4 separate regions of the Mus musculus genome follow, and all the other regions are linked to region 4. The links are chromatin contacts, called in public HiChIP or PLAC-seq and promoter capture Hi-C maps. All regions are on one chromosome and are shown on one strand. Each heading gives the region's core, a stretch centred on a gene start, on an enhancer-like site or on the middle of the called end of the contact. The rest is flanking DNA. Distances are from core to core; before and after follow the strand shown.

Region 1 (2,932 bases), core at 187-2,686, 170 kb after region 4:
GGTGTAGCAGACCTGATCACTCTTTTATTGGTAGGGTTATGCACTGTTCCACCTTACAAGCCTGTGAGCCCAGGGAAATCTCAAGTTGAATATTCAGTCGGTTTTCTTTGATTTCATAGTTGCCCTGAATAAAGCCACGAGTGTGACAACTATGCCAACGCCAATAAACCTGGATGATGCGAACAGCATTCAGCAAACGACAGTATCGATGACGTATGTGCCACATCCTGAACCAGGACTGCAGTTTGACTATTGCCCACGTTTTTCGAGCGTATAACTCCAGAGCCATCCGCCGTTTCTTCCCTTGCAACATTATCATTATCTTTCTCCACCAGCACTGAATGATCCACGCGCTGAGGGCAGCATGCAGCAACGTGCGTCGTAGTAGTGTGCCACGCCACCATGCTTGGATGCGCACAGCCGCAGATGTTTCTGTCATGGCCGTAGACTTTTCTGGGCCTTGCAAGAGAGAACAGACCACTTAGGACACTTAGGGAGCTCAGGGTGAGCCAGACAGGAATCCCGATCCTCTATCTAGGAAGTTCAAGAGCTGCAGAACCCTGCAGGGCCACAGATGCACCCGGGAGACCAGCTAAATTGAACTTCCTGTGGTACATGCCAGTTAATCAGCTTGAATACACCAACCTAACATCTGAGTTTCTGGACATGTACCTGTTATGATAATAACTGTTGTGATAATAATTTAAAACTTTCTTTCTGTGTTTGGGAAGAAAGTAGATTAGAAAGCAAGAATGCTTTCCCTTGTGCTAAGTGAACTAGACTCAGTTTCTGGGGTGTGTGTGTATGTGTGTGTGTGCGTGTGTGTGTGTGTGAGAGAGATACAGGGTCTCACTATGCAGCTCTGGCTGTCCAGTAACAGGCTGGCCTTGAACTCATAGAAATCTGCCTGCCTCTGCCTCTCCAAGTGCTGGGATTAAAGCTGTGGGCCACTATACCTAGTTATTTATGGCCTTTGTTATAAAACCCCTCCTGTGGTAACTAGGAGACATTTACTGAGCCCTATGAAGTGTATCCAACCTTTAGACATTGTGAATTACTTTGTCACCTTCTATGTTCACACAGAAAAAGAAAAACAAAGCAAAGACAAAAACAACACGTGATTGAGTTACAAAACAAAATCAATCACACACATAAACCTCAGAACACTTTAAGGAAGTTTACAACTTTATATTGGGCCACGCTCCTAGCTAGCCTCATCCGCAGACTGTACATGGGCTGTGAGTTGACCATTCCTGGAAAGATCAATCTCTTATAAAACATTCAGTCCCCTGAGATAGGCATGCATGGCTAAACCTCCCCCCTGAGATCTGAATTCTACAAATTACCCATGGTTAGGGGCTAGATGTTCCCATCACCCTCCGGTCTGCTCTCCTAGCTCTGATCCAGCAGACAGAGTAGATGGAAGGAGTGATGACGTCATAAGGGTGCCTATGACACAGGCACCAGGACGGCTTCCAATAACCAACATTCTCAGCACCTGTGTTGTGTGTCACTGGCTATGACCGGAGGGTCCAATACACCCATATACAAATTCTCATAACCCACACCTTTATACCACTCAAATCTACTTGCTTCCCACAGTATGTTTTTACTCCTTCAGAAAGCTTCTTTGGGGCTAGAGAGATATGGTTCAATAGTTAAGAGCCCTGGGCAATGCTCCAGGGGACCTGGGTTCAGTCCCCAGCATCCATATGGTGGCTCACAACTGTTCCAAAGAACCCAAAGTCCTCTCCCAGCTTCCATGAGCACTACACACGTGATGCACAGACATACATGTAGGCAAATACTCATAAAATAAGAATAAATCTTTTCTTAATAGCATCTTTGGACTAGGAAGAGAGTTCAGATATTAAGGTGATAGCTATGTAAACTTTGATCCCCAGAACCTGCATAAAATAACTGGGCTCAGTAGCACATGTTTGCAGCTCCAGGGCTACAGAGGTAGAGGAGACAGAAGGATGCTCCCCAGCCCCCAGTGCACCACCATCATGCAAGACAGTTTTGGTGTGTGTGTGGGGGGGATCCCGAATATCTATCGGGGCAAGGCTTTGTAGTAAGCAGCAAACAGAGAACACATGTGCAAGCATCGAGGTGGAAGGCTATTGTGGTCTGTATCATAAACTTAACTTCTGCTCCCCTATGCATTGGTGGTCGTTAGGCAGGGGGTGGGCTTGTAACCTGGGAGTGCAGGTTTGTTGGGGAAATAACCTGGAAACTCTGGTCTTGTTGGGGATTAGCCTAGAGACTGGAGCTAGGCTCAGGTTTGGGGGCGGGGAGGTGGCGACAGGACTTGGAAACTAATGCTAAGTACCAGCCTGTTAATGGGGTCTAAATTTAAAAGATTTTTCATTTCAGGTTCAATTCTCAGCAGCCACATGGTAACTCACCACCATCTGTAACTTCAATCCACCACCCTCTTCTAACCGCCAAGGGCACTGCATGCACAGCCTATACTGACACACATACGTATAAAGTAATTAATGATGGAATGTAAAGAAACTAAGATAAAACAGTATTAATAAATGATGCAAGCCACCATCTTTCCAGCTCACGGAAAAGCAGTGAGCACAAAGGATGAGAGCCTTCAGCGGCACATCTCCGCACAGCAGACTCTTTTCCCAAAACTAAAATGTGATGACGGAGTTGCAAAGAAAATGAATTTCCAACTTGGTCGTGTGCTAACCAAACAAGGCAAGCTGTTACCCGGGAGTGTGCTTAATTAAATCAGTTTGATTGCTGCAGCTGAAGAAATGTGTCCAGAGAAAACAAACAGCGTTATTAGCCTTCCAAAGCTGCTCAGAGAACTGACGACACGAGGGGGAAACATCAGTAGCCAACTTCCCAACAGGGAGAAGGTTTTCAAGTGGTTTTCTTTGGCTCTTAATGAGTTGACAGACATACCAAGACAGAC
Region 2 (3,114 bases), core at 517-3,016, 220 kb before region 4:
TAGCAAGTTTAGCCTAAGAACTAATGCACACAGGCAGGGCCTGTAATCCAGGATCAGTTTTCCTTGGCGTGATCTTAAAAATGGAGTATTGGTTGGTTGAAGATAAGATTCAAGTAGCCCTGAGTTCCTAAGTCCCTATTCATATCACGTACCATTACCCAATTTTTAACCACAGGGCTGATTGTAAATTATTTCTAGAATAGACTTTCTCTTAAATATTCTGGCTCCCAGACCTAAGTCGCCATATGCTGCGTGTAACAATTAAAAACATCCCAGGCAGCCAGCCCCTGTGGCTAGCTATCATAAATCCCCATAGCCCAGGCAAATCAAAGCTCCAGAGGCTTGTAAATCTTCAGTCAGATTCATATCAGTAAATTCTCAACTCACAAAACTCCCACTCAAAGAACTCAAAACGCAATGATATAAACACAAACTGCCCACCTAGATTGAACAAATTGCCCTATATTGTTCTATTGCTTGCCTATGATATTTATAGCTACATGTGGCTATTTCAAGCCATGCGGATTTGGTTCTTCCTCCTCCTCCATCTTGTCTCCTCTTCCTGTCCTATCTTTGTCCCTCTGTGTCTCATCTCTAAAACTCTCAACCTGCCTTCCTTTTTCACTGCCCAATCACAGGCTCTAGCCTTATCTTTTACCTGCCCACACCTGCTTACAGACCTGCCACTACTCTCTTCTCATTTTACTGAGAGCTACTAAATATGTATTAGGTATGCATATTTATATATATAAATATAATATAAAATAAATAAATATAAATAAATATAGCTGTTAGACGGTGGGCCATGCTGTCCTAGAGAAGTTCCTCTACAGGTGATGCAAAATCTTGGGGAAGGCTGAGCCATCCAAGCACTCACTAAGCTTGTCAGTCTTGAGCAGGCCAGCTTTGTTCTTGGATGCTGTGGGTTGTGGTTCTTTTAGTCCCTCCAGACTCCCAAGGCAGGCCTCAGCTGGTTCCTTGCAAGAATGGACAGCATTAAAAGCAAAATAGCAAAAGAAGTTCATCACAGTGTGAGAGACTGGCTCACTTTCCAGAGGAATTTCTGTAGCTCACAAAATGTCTCCTTCCTGGGAGAGTCCTCCACGGTGTTTCACGTGAGAGATGCAGAACATATATGCTTCCCCTAAAGCCGAGGTGGTGGTGAGGACTTGAGTAGCATTACTGAGTCTGATGGGGATTCCACCTCATTGCGCTGGCTCCTGCACACACCGCTGGTCTCTGCTCTGTGCAGACTTCTCATCCCAGCTGGTAGCCCAGGTAATGGAGAGCTTGGCACCCAGGAGGTCCCTGTCACATCTCTGCAGTCAGATCACTACAACAAAGGCACAAAGTACTTGTCCATGTGCATCCAGGTCCATACTGTGACATTACAGAAACAGTTTAACACTATGCCTGCTTTGGAAGAAGAAAGGGGAAAATGTGCTACTCTCAGTCCAGCTCAGAAACATACACAGCAGACAAGAGCCTTTGTCCATCATATATTATGAAAGCCTTGAGGAAAACCTGGAAAATTGTCTCAGAGACAGAGACCAATATATTTTCTGTCACTCAGTGGGAAGTTAGATTAGCCGTTGCTGCCAAGAAGTCTGCGTACTTAGTAAGAATTTAATTATGCTGAAATAGAGCTGTGCTGCTTTCGGTTACTTACATCAGCACTTTGTTTCCTGTTTCCCTATAGACTGTGCCACAGGAAACTTAGCAGGTCAGTAAGAGCTGGGCCATTCAGCAATCCAATAAAATCCAGCACCAGCTCTTATGTAAGCGTCTGCACTGACTGACAGCTGACTCCTCCCTCCCAGCTATTGCTCTGTGTGCTCTGACCTAAGAAAGCCTGTTAACACTCCCCTGGAAACACAGATTCACTTCAGCCTGTTCTAGATGCGTCTCTCTTAGTGGAGTTTACCTGGAGCTCAATAGCATCTGGTCTAGGCTCCAGTATGCTTAGGGGAGTATTTAGTAATGAAGGTCATATTGTCCAGAAGAAACCAAAAGTATATCATATGATTCTCTTTTTGTTTGTCTATTTGTTTTACATTTTTACCAGCAGACAACTTATCTCTCCTACCTTTATTTATCTATGAACAAACATTCCTTTCTCAACAGGAGTTTCCAGGTTTGGATAAGCTAAGTCCTGCATGTTCAGGCACCAGCACCCCACGGGGAAATGTTCTGGCATCCCATAGCCCCATGAGCCCTGAGAACATCAAGATGACCCACAGGCACAGGTATGGCATTAGGGCTGGGAAGGTTCCCTCCAGAGAGAGAAGACTGGGGTGCAGGATTCCTGAGCATTGGCAGGGGCCAGGGCTTGCTCAGCATGGGCCTTGTTCACGTGTACCTTTGGATAGGATTCCAAAGAGAATGAGGATTGTTGATTTTTTTTAAAGATTTATTTATTTATTATATGTAAGTACACTGTAGCTGTCTTCAGACACTCCAGAAGAGGGCATCAGATTTCGTTACAGATGGTTGTGATCCACCATGTGGTTGCTGGGATTTGAACTCCGAACCTTCAGAAGAGCAGTCGGCACTCTTAACCACTGAGCCATCTCACCAGCCCCTGTTGATTGTTTTTAAGGAAGGGAATAATGACAGTGGTGTGGCATTTAAGCAATGACTGAACAGTCTCAAGTGGGAATACTCAAAGCCTTTATGACAGGAAGCCAGCTTTAGGAGAGAAATTTACTGCAATGAATTTCTCTCTTAGATTCGTTTATTTTCCAGCATGCAGCTCAATAGAGTGGCTACTCAGCTAATGAGAAGAGGAACAAATGAAGAGGGCCTGCTAGTGTTGGTAGAGGAAAGTTGTTGGGATACTTGTAACCATAGATAGTTTACATCTGTCTCTTTTGATAGTATCTTCATATCAGTAAGTTGCCTCTGCTCTCAGAACAGATCTTAAAATAGTGTATGCTGGGTTAGGCAATGTTCAGACTAACATTCCATAGAAAGAGTATAGGATCCTGGACTTGACTTGTCATTTCTGTCTCTCATTCCTCCTGATAAACTGCTAGTGCTTTCATTCTGAATGGCTGTAATCCATTTAACTCTAAAGAGATTGCACTAGCATAAGCCTTCTCAGGCCAGTGACAG
Region 3 (2,920 bases), core at 286-2,785, 170 kb before region 4:
GTCCACTAAACACATTGTAGAGCTTCAGCTGCCCTGTACAAGTGCCAAGCATCAGGAACCGCTCCCGGGCTGAGAATGCACAACAGGTGAAGCCACTTTCATCTTCATTAGCTTCCCGGAATACTGAAATCGGACGAAATCTAAACGAGGGGTTGGGGGAAGAGCATAAATCAGAATAAAGCATGTCCGGGAACTCTGAAACACAAAATTTTGCTAGATGGTATTTTGTTTCAAAATGTGAAGCCTTTCAAATAAAAAGTGGATTCTAAAGCATTAGAGTGACATTCAATAGTTTAAATTCTCAATGAAAAAAAGACTTGTGGAAAGTGTGTAGACCCATGATCTGTACCTATGATTTATAAAGAATCACACAGAAGGAAACATGGCTGGCACAAAAGGCAAGTTTGAGAAATGGCTAAAACAACCTACTGGTTGTGACGACAGCAAAGAGATCTTACTGCCGAGAATCTAAATAACCCATAACTGACTGATTAGTTCATACAGCACATAAAGGACACTCAGTTAATCTTCAGGCCAGCAAATGACTTTAACTAATGACTCAGGGATGATACTGACCAAACACTGATTTAAATAAAAGAATCATCCCAAGGAATTCCGGGAACCTCTCCTTACCTGCTAAAGATAAGGTGCCTATCAAAGCATCCGCCATCTACCCCTCCATATTTTGGAAATGATGCCCTGCGGTTTAGCCTTGAGGTAAAGTTTATTGGCGCTTGCCGCCTCTGTTTTGGTTCAGGACACTGATGAGGAGTAAAGAGAGAAAAAGGAGGACAGGTGGCAACGGGGTTCTTGCATCGAGCATGTTGCTCTCTAAGATACTCTGTGATGATACTGTCCAGCGTAGGTGGGGAAGGAAGATGTCTATCCAATTGTTTTTTTATGGCAGGGCTCTGGCTGTATGCACCATGGTCCGACTTCTGCCGCAACACTCGAATTTTCCTGCCATTGCACGGTGATGGCCTCTCTCTGATAAAACTGATCCTACCAATCAAAGGGGAATTGCCTGCATATGATGGGCCAGGCAAAGGCAATGAACCCTGGGGGGGCCGTGGTGGAGGATGGGCAGGGGGAGCAGAAGGGGCAGAAGCACCCACAGTAGCATGGCTGCCCAGTCGACTTGCAATGCCGTTGGCAATCCGAGGGGTCCGGGGAAGAGAGACAGGAGAAGCAGCAGCAGTCACTGGGGTGAAGGCAGAAGAATGTGAGGCAGCAGTCATGGGCAGGTCAGCCTCTCTCGTCAGCACAGTTGCTGTCTCTCCAAGCCCTTTAGAAATGAGATGGTTCCGTATCAACAGGAGCAGCTCTTTCTCAGGGAAGGAGATCCTCGACTGAGCAACAACATCTGCTTTCTGCAGTCGTGCGAGAGACACATCAGTGCCAATGAGAAGAGGCTTTCCTGATACACGCTCAATGAGCTCAGCAGCGTATTTGCAGAACTTGACATGGTCACTACGCTTATCCTGCAGCACAGGCTCTTTCATCAGCTGTTGAATCTGGCAGCTACTAAAAAGGGGAAGTTTACTGATGATCTGTCGAACAGTGCTACTTCGAGACAGGCCTACAAGGGCTTTGCAGGCCAGGGCCCGGATCTGGTCTGCGTCTGTAATGGGCATCTTGATGGACAACAGGGACAGAAGCACCTTGATGCCATTGTTGGACTGGACCACATTCCACATCTTGGCCAGAGTATGCTCACTACTCTTGGGAGTCTGAGACAGCTTTCTCCGAGGAGTTCCAGAAATAAATTTGCCAATACTGGATATTCGGTTATCTGGACCACATACACAATTGATGATAATTTGAAGTGCTGACTTCTGAATTTCAGCATCATGGATAAAGAACTCACCCTCAGCCACGCCCAAAATAATGCTGATACCTATAACATAGGAAAAATTACATTATTCCTCATAAAACTAATAGCTAGAAGACTCATGTCAAGATATTACAGGAACAGTTTATACATTTATCTTTAGTGTGCACTATTAACAACAGCCAAGTTATGGGATCAGTACAAGCATCCATCAACAGACAAATGGACAAACCTTATGCACAAAGAAATCTTACTCAGCAATAAAAAAAAATGAAATTATGTTATTTTACAAGAAAACAGACAGGGTGGGCAAAATGGCTTATTGGCTAAAAAGCTCTTGGCATCAAGCCTAAGAACTGACATTTGTGGACAGAACTTACTCCAGTAAGTTACCCTCTTTTCCTCCACACATACACCAGAGTGTGCAAGAACACACACAAAACAAATAATAAAATGTAAATAGGAAAAAAAGAAAATAGATGGATCTCAAGATATAAAATAACATAATTCACATATAAAATCTAGAATTAAAATGAAACAGAAGAAAAACTTACATATCTAGGATGTCAGTATTCAGAAAGCCAAGACAGGAAGATACTAACAATTTCAAGGCAAGCTTGGGCTAAAAGTAAACTCCAGGCCAGCATGGACTAGAATAAGAACATGTCTCAAAAACAACTCACCACTAGAAAAGGAATGGAACTAAAACAGAGCCTAAGAAAGAGAAAAATGGTGACCTTTGTGTTCTATTTTATTGGTTTCCTTTTTGTTTTGTTTTTTGAGACAGTCTCTCTCTTCACAGCACTAGCTGTCCTAAAACTCACTCTGTAGACCAGGCTGACCTCCAACTCAGAGATCCACCTGCCGCTGCCTCCCAAGTATTGGGATTAAAAGTATGCACTACCATACCTGGCAAAGGAAGACTCTTAAAAAGGGAAAAGACAGGGGCTGGAGAGATGGCTTATCGGTTAAGAGCACTGACTGCTCTACTAGAGGTCCTGAATTCAATTTCCAGCAACCACATGGTGTCTCACACCATCTGTAATGGGATCTGATGCCCTCTTCTGGAGTGTCTGAAGAGAACAACAA
Region 4 (3,202 bases), core at 610-3,109:
GGATGGCTGGATTAAACCAGTTTCAGTCATACGGACTGTGGGGATGGGAGTTGTGGGAGCACTTTACACCGAGTGGATATTCTCGGGCAGAGTTGGGGGTGGGGCTCTAACAGGGTTTGGAATGGGAGGAGGGGAGGAAATGGACAGTTCCCTCTAACCCCGCAAGTTTAAGAGGAGCCGCCCCGGGGACATACCCTCTGGCAGTCTACACAGAACTAAAGCACCTCAGTTGGTGATTACTGGGAAAGAGGAAGGTTAAGTCTGGGCTTACACTAAGTGGGGTCTGTGCTATTGAGAGAGGTCTGGGAATGTAAGGTGAGCCGGTCTCAGACCTGGTAGGAGTGTACAAAGGGCCTTGCCAAGGAGTCTGTTGCCCCCTGGTGGTCACTTGATAGCCGGCATTGTTGGAAGCACTGGGAGATGAAGTCTGGTGGGCTGATTCCCAGTTGCAGGCTCTCCTACAATAGAGTGCTGACATTCCTCAGGCATACCTGCAACTCTGATACTGAGTTCTAGAGTTCCCACCCAGGCTAAGGGAAGTGAGCCAAGACAGCAGGATGAAGAAAGAGTGTCTCCTGACAGTCATTTCCTGACACAGGCTAATGAGTTTCAGAGAGACAGAATTAACATGTGCTCTGAACCTGGGCCATGTGCCCTTCGTGTCTCAAGAACCCTATCTAGTGTACAGCCCACCTGCCCGAAGCAGCCAATCATTACCATGTTTGATGTTCACGGTAAAATAGCTATAATGACTTTCCTGCCCTCTCTACTTTGAAGACTTTTGAGTAGCTAGCTGCTTTTTCTTACCAGCCTGTCTACAGCATTGGGACATTTGTCTTGTGGATGACATTCAAGATCACATGTTACCCCATGGCTGCTGGCTTTTTCCAAAGTCATCTTATATGCTCTTTGGGTGATCAACTTTCCATAAAGCAATCTTGTCAGAAGTACTAATATAGTCCTTGGCCCAGCCTGTCTGGCATCAAGATTTATAAACAGCCAAGTTTACAAGCATAGTGGCCTTCCTCACTTCCAGCATAGATCTGGGCGTCTCAGGAGGTGCCCTCAGTACAGTGCTTTGAGATTCATAGGTCATCAGATCCTAGCTCAAGATTGAACCTGTATTGAAGGAGCTTACCCTTGACTTGGGAGTTACCTAAGTTATATTAACTTAGTAGAAACTCCCAGCAACCACAGCCAGGGCTGTGAAGTAGAAGCTTTGAAAAGAGGTGTTCCCTGGAGTGAACTTCCGGAGGCCAAGGCTTTCATTTGGTTCACTCAGTGTTTCCATAATAAAGGTTGGATGGAGGGATGGTCGTCCCTATGCTCAGAGAATCCCTGATGGGTGGCTGAGTGAAGACACTTAAATTTGCATTCTCCAGAGATTGTTCAGAGCATCTTTTGTTTATCCATAGCTTCCTCAGCTGTTAAGACCTGAGCAAGCGGCCAGACTTGAGAAGGTTCTGAGGGAAGGTGGCGAGAGTAAGACTGGTTCAGTTAGTAAGAGGCCGACATTGCTGTGCGGATCCTCTCTAAAATGCACAAACACTATTCAGTCCCGCTTTGGCTTCCTGGGCTTCTGGAGCAGGCAAACAGGCTGACTTTCCCGGTGCTTGGAGCCCGCCTTCACCCCTGCGCCTTCCCTTCCCTCCCTGTCGGCCAGGATACCTTGGGGTATTGGTTGGTTGTTGCTTGATCACCTTCAGGAGTTCCCCTTCATTGGAAGCAGGAATGTGTGTTGTGGGCCCAACCCAGCTGGGGGGGGGGGAGGCGGCGGGGGAGGCGTGCATGTTACCAAGGAGACGGGGCGGGGCAGGCCTCCGCCCTCCAAATCTGGAGCGCACGCGCCCACAGCCACGGTCACGTCCCGCCGCGAAAGGGGCGGAGCGAGCGCGAGGGGCAAGCGCACACAGGCTCCACGACTGAGCCCCTATCTTCCTCCGGCGCCCGTCCGCGTCCGTGGGGCCGCCGCTGAGGTGAGGGCGGGGCCAGAGGCGAGGCGTTCCCGACGGGGTGTCTGCCGGGGCTCCCCCTCATCCCCTCCCGCCTGCTCCCCGCGGCCTGAGCCGCCCTCTGCCCCGCGTCTGACTCACTGCTGGCCCAGCCTGCTTCCCGGGCCTGAAAGCGACGGGGAGGCGGTCCTGACCTCTCGGCGCGGATCCTGCCTCGGTGCTGGGTGCGGGAACGTCCGGGGTCCGTGGGACTAGAGGGGAACGGGCGGGGCCCTCACCTTTCAGCAGCGCTGCCTGTGGCCGCGCGTCGCGTCGCCGCTCCAAACTTTAGCGTGTCTGAAGTTGCAGAGGTGCAGGAGGCCGTGAAGCGAGCCGGGGCGGCAGGAAGCCGACAGCACGAAGCGGCGACCCCAAGGCCCCCCGGCTGCTAGCACCCAAGTTCGCCGGCGCAGGTCCCTTTAAGGGCCCGGCCCTCCGCAGAGCGCACGTGAGCGGCCTCCGGAAGCCTGCGCCTAGTCCCTACTCCGACGCTTGCGGGCCAAGGAAGTCATCTCTACCCTGCACCTCTGACATTAGTGGAAACTGAGGCCCAAGAGAGGGCACACGCTGCCCAAGGTCAGCAGCAGGGGTTGCGTTGGCGCCAAGTGTGGTAGTCGGGCCCAGTGAAGATCATAGGCATGACGTTGTGAAGCTGGACTTGGCCTGACTCCCCCCCCCCCCCCGCGCGATCTGAGGGTGGGGTTGGCGCGTTTGTAGACGGGTCCCCGTTCTGTGGGCTTTCCCTGGAACAGGGTTACTCAGGGCCTGCTTTGCTCACTGCCTGTGTCTAGGGCTGGGATGACTGTTCCTTTCTGCCCCCCTAGCGCCGGAGTACTGGAGCCCTGCTGGACTGGATGCTATGAGTTGCTAAAAGTGAGCCTGACTTTTTCGGTGAGCCTTCCCATCCCCTGTCCTCGCCTTTCTCTATTGGGTGTGGGGAAATTTGCCTTACTTCTTCCTTGGCTGACCAAAGCTCTGGGGATGGGCAGAAACATAGCCCCCTTTTTCTGAACAGTTTGCGAAGTGGAAGGAAGAGACAGGTTGGGAGCTAAGTTCCCTTAAACAGAAGTGTGTGGCAGTGCTTGTCACTCCCAAGACAGGCTATGGCCTAGATATTGAGAGCTTCTAGCCTTGAGATAAGCGAGGGCCAAAAGATGAAGTGCCTTTTTGGAAACCAGAGGAGGGAAAAACTGTCAGTGAACGGCGGTTAG

Evidence for each region. Promoter capture Hi-C pulls out the DNA fragments that hold promoters and counts their contacts. HiChIP or PLAC-seq counts read pairs in DNA pulled down with a chosen protein or histone mark.
Region 1: a promoter capture Hi-C map of the C10 cell line shows a contact between it and region 4. The contact joins the promoter of Iqcf5 here to the promoter of Tex264 in region 4. A contact is called at or near these places in 4 of 39 promoter capture datasets (the 3T3-L1 cell line, the C10 cell line, hippocampal neurons and 1 more) and 1 of 9 other capture datasets (adipose tissue).
Region 2: a contact with region 4 is called in a promoter capture Hi-C map of the HPC-7 cell line. The contact joins the enhancer-like site here to the promoter of Tex264 in region 4. A contact is called at or near these places in 23 of 39 promoter capture datasets (the 3T3-L1 cell line, the C10 cell line, the HPC-7 cell line and 16 more), 1 of 15 datasets of contacts at CTCF or cohesin (large pre-B cells), 57 of 484 Hi-C or Micro-C datasets (B cells, the C2C12 cell line, CD4 T cells and 34 more), 41 of 115 datasets of contacts at active chromatin or transcription factors (the 230-238 cell line, CD8 T cells, the HPC-7 cell line and 32 more) and 3 of 9 other capture datasets (adipose tissue, liver and pancreatic islet).
Region 3: a contact with region 4 is called in an H3K4me3 HiChIP or PLAC-seq map of bone marrow-derived macrophages, with 3 times the contacts expected there. The contact joins the enhancer-like site here to the promoter of Tex264 in region 4. A contact is called at or near these places in 20 of 39 promoter capture datasets (the 3T3-L1 cell line, 3T3-L1-derived adipocytes, the C10 cell line and 12 more), 1 of 15 datasets of contacts at CTCF or cohesin (the NIH/3T3 cell line), 8 of 484 Hi-C or Micro-C datasets (the AML12 cell line, the C3H10T1/2 cell line, the G1E-ER4 cell line and 5 more), 19 of 115 datasets of contacts at active chromatin or transcription factors (the 230-238 cell line, the SCID.adh cell line, T-cell acute lymphoblastic leukemia and 9 more) and 3 of 9 other capture datasets (adipose tissue, liver and pancreatic islet).

The regions. Positions count from the first base shown.
Region 1 is chr9:106,513,077-106,516,008 of GRCm38.p6, reverse strand. It overlaps Iqcf5 (IQ motif containing F5), which reads right to left and starts at 1,436. Exons shown (of 2, transcript NM_029300.1): 1 at 1,347-1,436; 2 at 6-459. The coding sequence starts at 1,350. The coding sequence ends at 17. It also overlaps a transcript of Iqcf3 not described here.
Region 2 is chr9:106,907,548-106,910,661 of GRCm38.p6, reverse strand. Dock3 (dedicator of cyto-kinesis 3) reads left to right here. Exons shown (of 53, transcript NM_153413.2): 47 at 2,125-2,246. Among named protein-coding and RNA genes, the nearest start is that of Manf, 17 kb to the right of the region's middle. Within about 2 kb of position 1,766, at least 73 of the 459 cell types and tissues checked have an H3K27ac peak or open chromatin away from gene starts, as enhancers often do. A contact at or near this core is called in the HPC-5 cell line, the HPC-7 cell line, LSK cells and 8 more, where this site is marked.
Region 3 is chr9:106,856,801-106,859,720 of GRCm38.p6, reverse strand. Dcaf1 (DDB1 and CUL4 associated factor 1) reads right to left here. Exons shown (of 24, transcript NM_001373930.1): 14 at 634-1,897; 15 at 1-140. Among named protein-coding and RNA genes, the nearest start is that of Rbm15b, 29 kb to the left of the region's middle. Within about 2 kb of position 1,535, at least 13 of the 459 cell types and tissues checked have an H3K27ac peak or open chromatin away from gene starts, as enhancers often do. A contact at or near this core is called in bone marrow-derived macrophages, where this site is marked.
Region 4 is chr9:106,684,609-106,687,810 of GRCm38.p6, reverse strand. Tex264 (testis expressed gene 264) reads left to right here and starts at 1,859. Exons shown (of 6, transcript NM_001081654.2): 1 at 1,859-1,976; 2 at 2,816-2,882.